2 separate regions of the Hordeum vulgare genome follow, and region 1 is linked to region 2. Evidence: chromatin contacts called from public Hi-C data. All regions are on one chromosome and are shown on one strand. Each heading gives the region's core, a stretch centred on a gene start, on an enhancer-like site or on the middle of the called end of the contact. The rest is flanking DNA. Distances are from core to core; before and after follow the strand shown.

Region 1 (3,787 bases), core at 964-3,463, 230 kb before region 2:
AAGTACCATTGATTGTAAAGGATAATAACATTGATCATATATTCGTGAATGACAGGCGAAGATTATTGAGGTCAAAAGTTACGTATTTACTCATTAGTCAAAGTTTATAAATGAAAACCATAAACAACAATAAGTAAAATATGAACTTACTAACGTAGGCAGCAAATTTTCACGATGGTATATCCGTAAATGGTCTAAAAGCATACTTTAAACAGCAAAAGAAAAGACTGTCAATCCAAAAAAACACTTGGTGACTTACTGAATGTGTCTTTCTAACTTGGAGGAAATGTATTGACAGAAGGTCCTGAATGTACATCTCCGCCTGCACGTAGGATGGCAAGGTTCCATGTTTTGATCCAATAATATCGAGTGCAATCCACTGTCTGATAAGTTTTTCTTTATCAATTATAGATCCCTTAGGAAATACTGATAAATATAGAAAGCATAGTTTCAGCGCTGAGGGCATGTCATAGTATATTTGATTCAGTGATGCAAACACTTTAACTTTCATGGAATATGTGCTCTCTAATTTCCATATTGGTTCATCCCTTGCTGCTAACCAGACATCCATGACTTGATTGTGCACTACTGAACCAAGAAAATGAGCTAAAGATGGTATTCCATCACATCTTTTCACAATTTGCTTCCCAATTTTCTCCAGGCATGCATTTACAGTACCCCCGTCCCCAAAAGCTTTTTCAAAAAATATTGTCCAACAGTCATCTTCAGACAATGGAAACAACTTGTACGGTGGGAAAGTGTGCATTAGCTCTGCAGTTATATCACTGGAAGTGGTCACCAAAACTTTGATCCACTTGTTCGTACGCCTGAGCATTTCCTTCAATTCATCCAACTGGCTTTTATCTGTGCTACAAAGGCCATCCAAGACAATTAGACAACGTTTGTCATGAAGTGTCTTCTGCAAACGATTCTTTAGCAATTGGAGATCTTCATGGATTTGAATGTTGGTATTGACTTCTGAGGGTCCTTCTTTTGTCCCATTAGCTTGTGAGATTATTTCAGCAGCAATGTTTGTAAGGTCAAATTTCCTATTTAAGTCGATCCAAATACGAAGATCTAAATTCCACCCTTCTCCCTGGTCATGGAAAATTAATCTGGCAAGTGTTGTTTTTCCCAAACCCACAAGACCAACTATGGGAATGATGGACAATGTTTCTGTACCATTTTCCAAGATTAATTTCTTTATTTTTGCTTTATCACTATCTCTTCCAACGATTGCAGTTATACAGAACTCTTCTTGGATACCAGATTGTTCAAGATCACACTTTGGGTGCTGCAGAAAACTGAAAACGACAGAATCACTTGCTAAAAGATCCAACTTTTTTCTGAGTATCTTCATTCTATTCACTCTAGTACTGTACAAGAAAAACGGACATGAAGAACACAATGATGTTGCCTGCAAAATTTTATTTAAAAATGATCAATCAACAACAGTTTTAACTAACTTAGATGGTTCAAATATAGCTGATACGTTGCACCGCTAAATCAGTTGTACAAATATATATACAACAGGAGCTCCATTTCAAACATTGGTTGCAGAAATACTAGTATATGGCAGGAGCAAATGTAAACTGTAATTGGCAATATATTTATAAAGGATCAAGTGCAGCGCTGTAATAACCTAAAGAGTGGCAATTCTGACACAAAGCGAAAAGGAAATTTTAGTAATTTGCACTAGCTGTTATCCAATACTATAAAGAAGATGCCTTGGCAAGGGCGCAAGGCCCATTTGGGGGTTGAGACTATCGAACCTTTGTGATACAGCCGGTCCTCTCAGATCCGATGCCATTTTGGTCTTCAAACTCGTCCAAGAGATGTTCAGTATCATAGACAATCTGATTTATCTTCGCCATCCAATCCTGCACCTCCGTACGCGCCCTAAAAAGTCTCTCCACACTTAGCAGCACATCTTGCAACGCCGACAGAGTTTGCCACAGATGCGCCACGTGCTCGTCTACGCCTGACGGTAGCTCCGACCGGCGAGCGTCGGAGGCCAGCCGGCGTAGGAGCCGGTCAACGACGGCGCCGGAGGTGGCCATAAGGCATGTGGACTTGCTTATGGATATATTCCACAGTTTTGAACCGGGGTCTCGACGAAGTGGACACGGTCTTCTTCTTCGCCTCTATAGACCGTGTCCATTCAAGTCTGGTAGAGTGGAAAGAGGGCAGATGTATTTTTTTCTCTTTTTTGCTAGTGATGAAGGGCATCTCCAACCACTCACCTACAAATTTGCTCCGCCATGCGTCCCGTGAAGACGGATACAGGAACCGATCATCAAATATTGTCTGCATATAATTATTGTTTAAACAAAAAAAATAAAATTCATTTAAATATAACGGATTATATAAACCAGAGAAAATACATTACATTTTAAACATTTTTAACTAAAAGCTAGTATATGGTACTGAAGGTAAAATTAGTCTATGACCGGCGCAGGCGAATATCCATTCCAATGATACGGTTACCTTTGACTAACCTACGGCCGACCGCAGTGAACCTTCATTGTCTTTCTCATTTTCAGTAATTCTCTCGTTGGACTGCCGTGAGTCCCGGTGGTATATGCTTCACCAAGTGCGGCTCGCTTCCCCTTGCTCGATAGTGCCGCTCATCGAAGTGGCACCACTCGATATGCTTCAGTCGGAGGGGAAGGGTGCCCTCTGCTTCCGTGAACCACGAATCAAGGTTGGCTTTAGGGATGGGGCATGATGATGGGCTGCGATCGAGCAAGACACCAGTTGTGTACGTCGACGTAGCCTCCGGGGTGGCCTTCATGGGACCCAATCGACGACGGCCTCCCATGTTCTACTTCTCCTTGATGATGATGGCGGGTGTGGACATGCTGGCAGCTGCTTCGTCGATCTCCGCAAAACTGACTTCTTTCTTCGTCGGCAGGGTGTGGCGCGAACGTTTACGGCAAATGACGCGGTCGCAGGCACACAACATCGTCCACGACAGTCACGATGCCCGTGCCGCCATGCTCCCCCACATGTCGGCCTGGAGCAACTCGCCACTCCTCGACGAGCTGGCTTGGAGCGGCGAGTTGATGAACAACACCGGCTTGGAGCTTCTGCCTCCGCGAGTTGGCCTACAGCGGCCTCGAGCATCGAGGGAAGTGGAGCAAATAGTTATGTGGCATGTATCCGACGGCTTGGCTCGTATCTGGCAGCCTCGACGGGCCATGATGACCCACAAGTATATGAGGTCAATCTAGTCCTTTCGATAAGTAAGAGTGTCGAACCCAACGAGGAGCAAAAGGCTCTGATAAACGGTTTTCAGCAAGGTAATAACTGCAAGCACTGAAAGTAGCGGTAACAAGTGATGGTGTAGTGAGGTGAAACGTAGCAGGTGAAAAGTAACAAGTAATAGCAACGGTGCAGCAAGGTGGCCCAATCCCTTTTGTAGCAAGGGGCAAGCCTGAACAAAGTCTTATAGAAGGAAAAACGCTACCGAGGACACACGGGAATTTCTGTCATGCCAGTTTTTCATCATGTTCATACGATTCGCGTTCGTTACTTTGATAGTTTAACATGTGGGTGGACCGGCGCTTGGGTACTGCCCTTACTTGGACAAGCATCCCACTTATGATTAACCCCTCACGCAAGCATCCGCAACGAATTAAGACAAAGTATAACCATAGCATTAAACTAGTGGATCCAAATCAGCCCCTTACCAAGCAACGCATAGACTGGGGTTTAAGCTTCTGTCACTCTAGCGACCCATTATCTACTTACTACTGCCCAATGCCTTCCTCTAGGCCCAAATAAT
Region 2 (4,226 bases), core at 1,439-3,938:
TCAATGAAAGCACCAATTTTGTAGGAGTTATGGTAGTTTTGGTGTTCCTGCATTCATCTGTTTCCTGTATTCTGTTCCTGAAGGAAACAAATGGTGGTACCGTGTTTGCCAGTGGTAGTACTCTCGGTGGCAAAACCAGCAGATCTTGGGTAGGGGGTCCTGAACTGTGGACCTTGGATCGATGGGTTGTAGGAAGAAGAGGGAGACATGGGTTTACCCAGGTTCGGGCCCTCCTATATATGGAGGTAATACCCTACGTCGTCCTTGATTGTATTGATGAATATGATTACAGAGTAGATCTACCTCGAGATCGTATATGCTAAACCCTAGATGATTTAGCCTCCTCTACACGGATTGGGGTCTCTGGTTAATATAGACATCGGGGATCCTGGGTTTACAAGTTACCGACTATAGTCGGGGATAAACGAGCTGACGTAGTCCTTCTAACCTTGAAGTACACGCCAATCTTTGAAACATTCCTTCTAGAGTAGAGGTCTTCATAAGGCCCGATCTTCAATAGTATGGCCCGGCCAACGTGACATTGACTAACTGACCACCCAAGGACCCCAAAATCCCAGACTCCCTCAAGTACCGCCTATAGTGTAAGCGGCAATACCTCCCAGGGAGGTAGTACCATTGCCCAGTACCGCCCGCTTTGAAGTCTCAACTTTTTGTGTCAGACTAGGCGGTTGTCGGGACGATAGTACGAGCGGTAGGACCGCCTATAAGCGGTATTAGTAGTACCGCCCGCCACTACCGCTCAACTACCACCTAACCTTCTGGACTCAGAACTCTCAGTGGAGCACTGCTGTCGGAGCGGTAGTACCGCTCTCGAAGTGGTAGTACCAGTTGTGTGCGGGCTGGGGGGTAATAGTTGGATTTTCCCCCTCCTATAAAAGGGGGTCTTCTTCCCCAATGGATCTTATCCTTTGAGCTCGTGTTCTTCCCCATTGTTGACCTTCTTCGAGCTTGCTAACTCTCAATCCCTCCAATGATTCTTGCTAGTTCTTGAGGGGAAAGAGAGATGAGATCTAGATCTACGTTTGAACCAATCACTTTCTCCTCTATGTGAGGGGAACCCCTTGGATCTAGATCTTGAAGTTCTTTATGTTCTCTTATTCGTTCTTCCTCTCATTTTCCTTCATAACATTAGTTGTTGTGGTGGCATTTGGGAGAGAAGGACTCGGGCACTCCTTGTGCCCTTGGCATTGCATTTGGTGCATAGGTTTGTGTTTTCCACGATGATACCTGGAAGTGAAATTTGAGAAGCTTATTACTCTTGGGTGTTTGGGCACCCTAGAGCTTGGGCCTCTTGGGTGCTTTGGCACACTAGACGGTTGAGGTAACCTCGAAGCCACAATCCATTGTGGTGAAGCTTTGTGGTGGTGTTAGGAGCCTGCAATTAAGTTGTGGAGATTGCCCAAACCTTGTTTGTAAAGGTCTAGTCACCTCCTTCAAGGGCACCACTAGTGGAACCACATTATCTTGCATTGTGCGAGGGCGTGAGGAGATTACGGTGGCCCTAATAGCTTGTTGGGGAGCATTATGCCTCCACACCGCTCCAAACGGAGATTAGCATCCGCAAGGGTGTGAACTTCGGGATACATCGTCGTCTTCGCGTGCCTCGACTATCTCTTACCCAAGCCCTTTACTTATGCACTTTACTTTGTGATAGCCATATTGTTTCTTGTAATATATCTTGCTTTTCTTTAGTTGTTTAGCTTGCTTAGCATAAGTTGTTGGTGCACATATGTGAGCCGTTCAAGCCTAAACCGTAATTATTTTAAAGCACAACAAAACCACCCTAGGACTACAAGAGTAATCGGGGTACTCAACCATGAACACGCCACCACGCAAAGATGAAGCCGCATACGACGAACCGTGGGCTCCAAGGCGGCGCCTTTAGGAAGGTTACGACACCGGAGTGTCGCCACCGCCCGATCCGAGGATAAGAGCTTCCCCTGAAGCAATACGACGGGCAATTAGAGTCGCGACAATGCCTTCAAGAAGGGATCGAGCTTCGCCGCCACCGGTTCGTCCGAAGCTAGAACATGTTTTCACCCCAGCCAATACTCACCGGTACCGAAACCCACACCCCGGCTACCACTCCGCATACATGGCCATGGTCACCAGGAAGCATCAAGCCATGAACTCTGCCCATAAGCACCGTGCTACCACCACCAAGGCCGCCGCCCCGACATCCAGGACCTTGACACCACCGCACATGAGACCCGCCGCTACCTCAACCAAAGAGACGAGAGGAAAGGACCCGCCTTTTGTACCCCTGGACGACCCCAAACGCTGAGACCTAATAGGCCAACCAAAACTGACCTCCATCGACCCGTCGTGTAATACCAGTCGCAAGACGAGCTCTGTCCCCCACCAAAGGCGCCGCGCGAGGAGCCGAGAGAGCCCCGCCGCCGCCGGCCAGACTTTGCCCGACCACGCCCTGTGGTGACGGCGAAGAAGGGGGAGCGGGGAGGAGATGGCTTGTGGCGGCGATAGTGCACTCGCCCTCCCCCTCACAAGCGGGGCGAAGCGGGAGGGGAGGGGGAAGTTTTTTGTGTGCATCAATTGTGTTTTCTTCACATAAGGTGTAAATTTCTCCATCTAGTGTGTTCAAAAGCATTCGAAGTGCTGGTTCTACATCTTTCTCCACCTTTGAGACTTTGAAAAGTCAAAGTCAAGAAACCAATCGATCTAAAACAGAAGTGATGAAAATGACAAATAGGATAGTCCTAGTTCTGCTCAAAGCCTCCATTGCCAGCCGCATCTTTCTGGTTGTGCTCTTGCTCCACCCCTTTCTTTCCAGCCATGGTAGGTACGGAGATGCTCGCGGCCGCGGCTGTGAGCCAGGTCGCCCGCAAGATCGGCGAAATCATCGGCGCGGCGCAGGGCGAGGTCACGCTGTGCTGCAGTTTCAGCGACGATCTGGAGAGCATAAAGGACACTCTGGTGTACCTAGAAGACCTGCTGAAAAATGCGGAGAGGAACTCCTTCGGAAGCGAGAGGGCGAACCTGCGGCACTGGCTCACCCAGATCAAGTCCCTGGCCTTCGACATCGAAGACATGGTTGACGACTACTACTCTTCCAAGGAGCAGTTTGAAGGGAGCAGCAGCTATGCTCAGAAGGTAAACGGTTTGGTCTGATTAAATAGTCTCCTGTGCAATTTTAATCAGATCTGGAGAGTTTCGACTCTTCTTCCCAGGAGTTATGATTTCTCCCACGAATTTCTGCAATAATTTCAGCTCAGTAACATTTTGTTATCCATGTTTGATAATACTATAAATTTTTTGTAATCCAAACTGAAAAAAAAAATCTTAGTAGTGTTAACAATTCGATTACTGACAACAGTGTTTAGGATTTGTGCAAATCAGTCTGGGAGTCGGCAATCTTTTACATAATTTGCAGTGAATGGATAGAGCTCTCAGCGTATAGATATCCAAAATCGAGCATATAAGCTGGAGTGGGACAAGAACATTTTGTGTTAACTTGGCCAAATACTAAAAAATGAATCATTGAGGGTCAGTGAGAAATAAGTTTTTGTTTCCCATGTTAAAGTAATGCTTACCAAGGATCGTGGTTCTTCCACTCCTGCCACAAGAAGCAATGAATTGTTATGTGATTGCAACTTCAACCCAACATTTTGTCTTTTTTGTTTTGTTTTGTTATGGCATGTAGCACGGGCGCTTCTTCGGCTGCCTTTTGCTACTCACTCCCTGATTACACTTATCAAGCTTACAGCTTTTGTTATGGCAGCAAAGATGTTGATTTTTAAGTAAAACTGCTTATAAATTTTCAGGGATCATTGTTCTGCTCACTTTCCAATCCTGTGATTTCGAAAGTTAGCATGGTTCATAAGATGAAATCCAAGAGAGAGTTGTTGCAGACAAGGCAACACTTGCCTAATCAATATCATTTCATTTCACATATTAACTCAGTGGTGGATTTTGATGAGAAGCAAACAACATCATACAGAAATAGTGACATTACTCTTTTCGGGAGAGATAGAGACTTAGAAAATCTCATGGACATGATAATGCAAAAAAGTGTCAGCGAGATTTCCATTATTCCTATAGTAGGGCCCACGGGTCTTGGGAAAACAAGCCTCGCACAGCTAGTTTTCAATGAGGCTAGAACAAAGGCATTCAGCTTCAGGATATGGGTTCATGTTTCCATGGGCAATGTCAGCCTTGAAAAAATTGGGAGGGATATAGTTTCACAA

The links. A called contact is a pair of places that touch in the nucleus more often than the background predicts.
Region 1: a Hi-C map of seedling shows a contact between it and region 2, with 3 times the contacts expected there. The contact joins the promoter of LOC123452133 here to the promoter of LOC123395752 in region 2. A contact is called at or near these places in 3 of 6 Hi-C or Micro-C datasets (leaf and seedling) and 1 of 1 datasets of contacts at active chromatin or transcription factors (embryo).

What each region holds. Positions count from the first base shown.
Region 1 is chr5H:392,531,216-392,535,002 of MorexV3_pseudomolecules_assembly, reverse strand. LOC123452133 (putative disease resistance protein RGA3) reads right to left here and starts at 2,213. Exons shown (of 9, transcript XM_045128723.1): 1 at 1,773-2,213; 2 at 260-1,417. The coding sequence starts at 2,060.
Region 2 is chr5H:392,296,405-392,300,630 of MorexV3_pseudomolecules_assembly, reverse strand. It overlaps LOC123395752 (disease resistance protein RGA2-like), which reads left to right and starts at 2,688. Exons shown (of 5, transcript XM_045090784.1): 1 at 2,688-3,132; 2 at 3,804-4,226. The coding sequence starts at 2,815.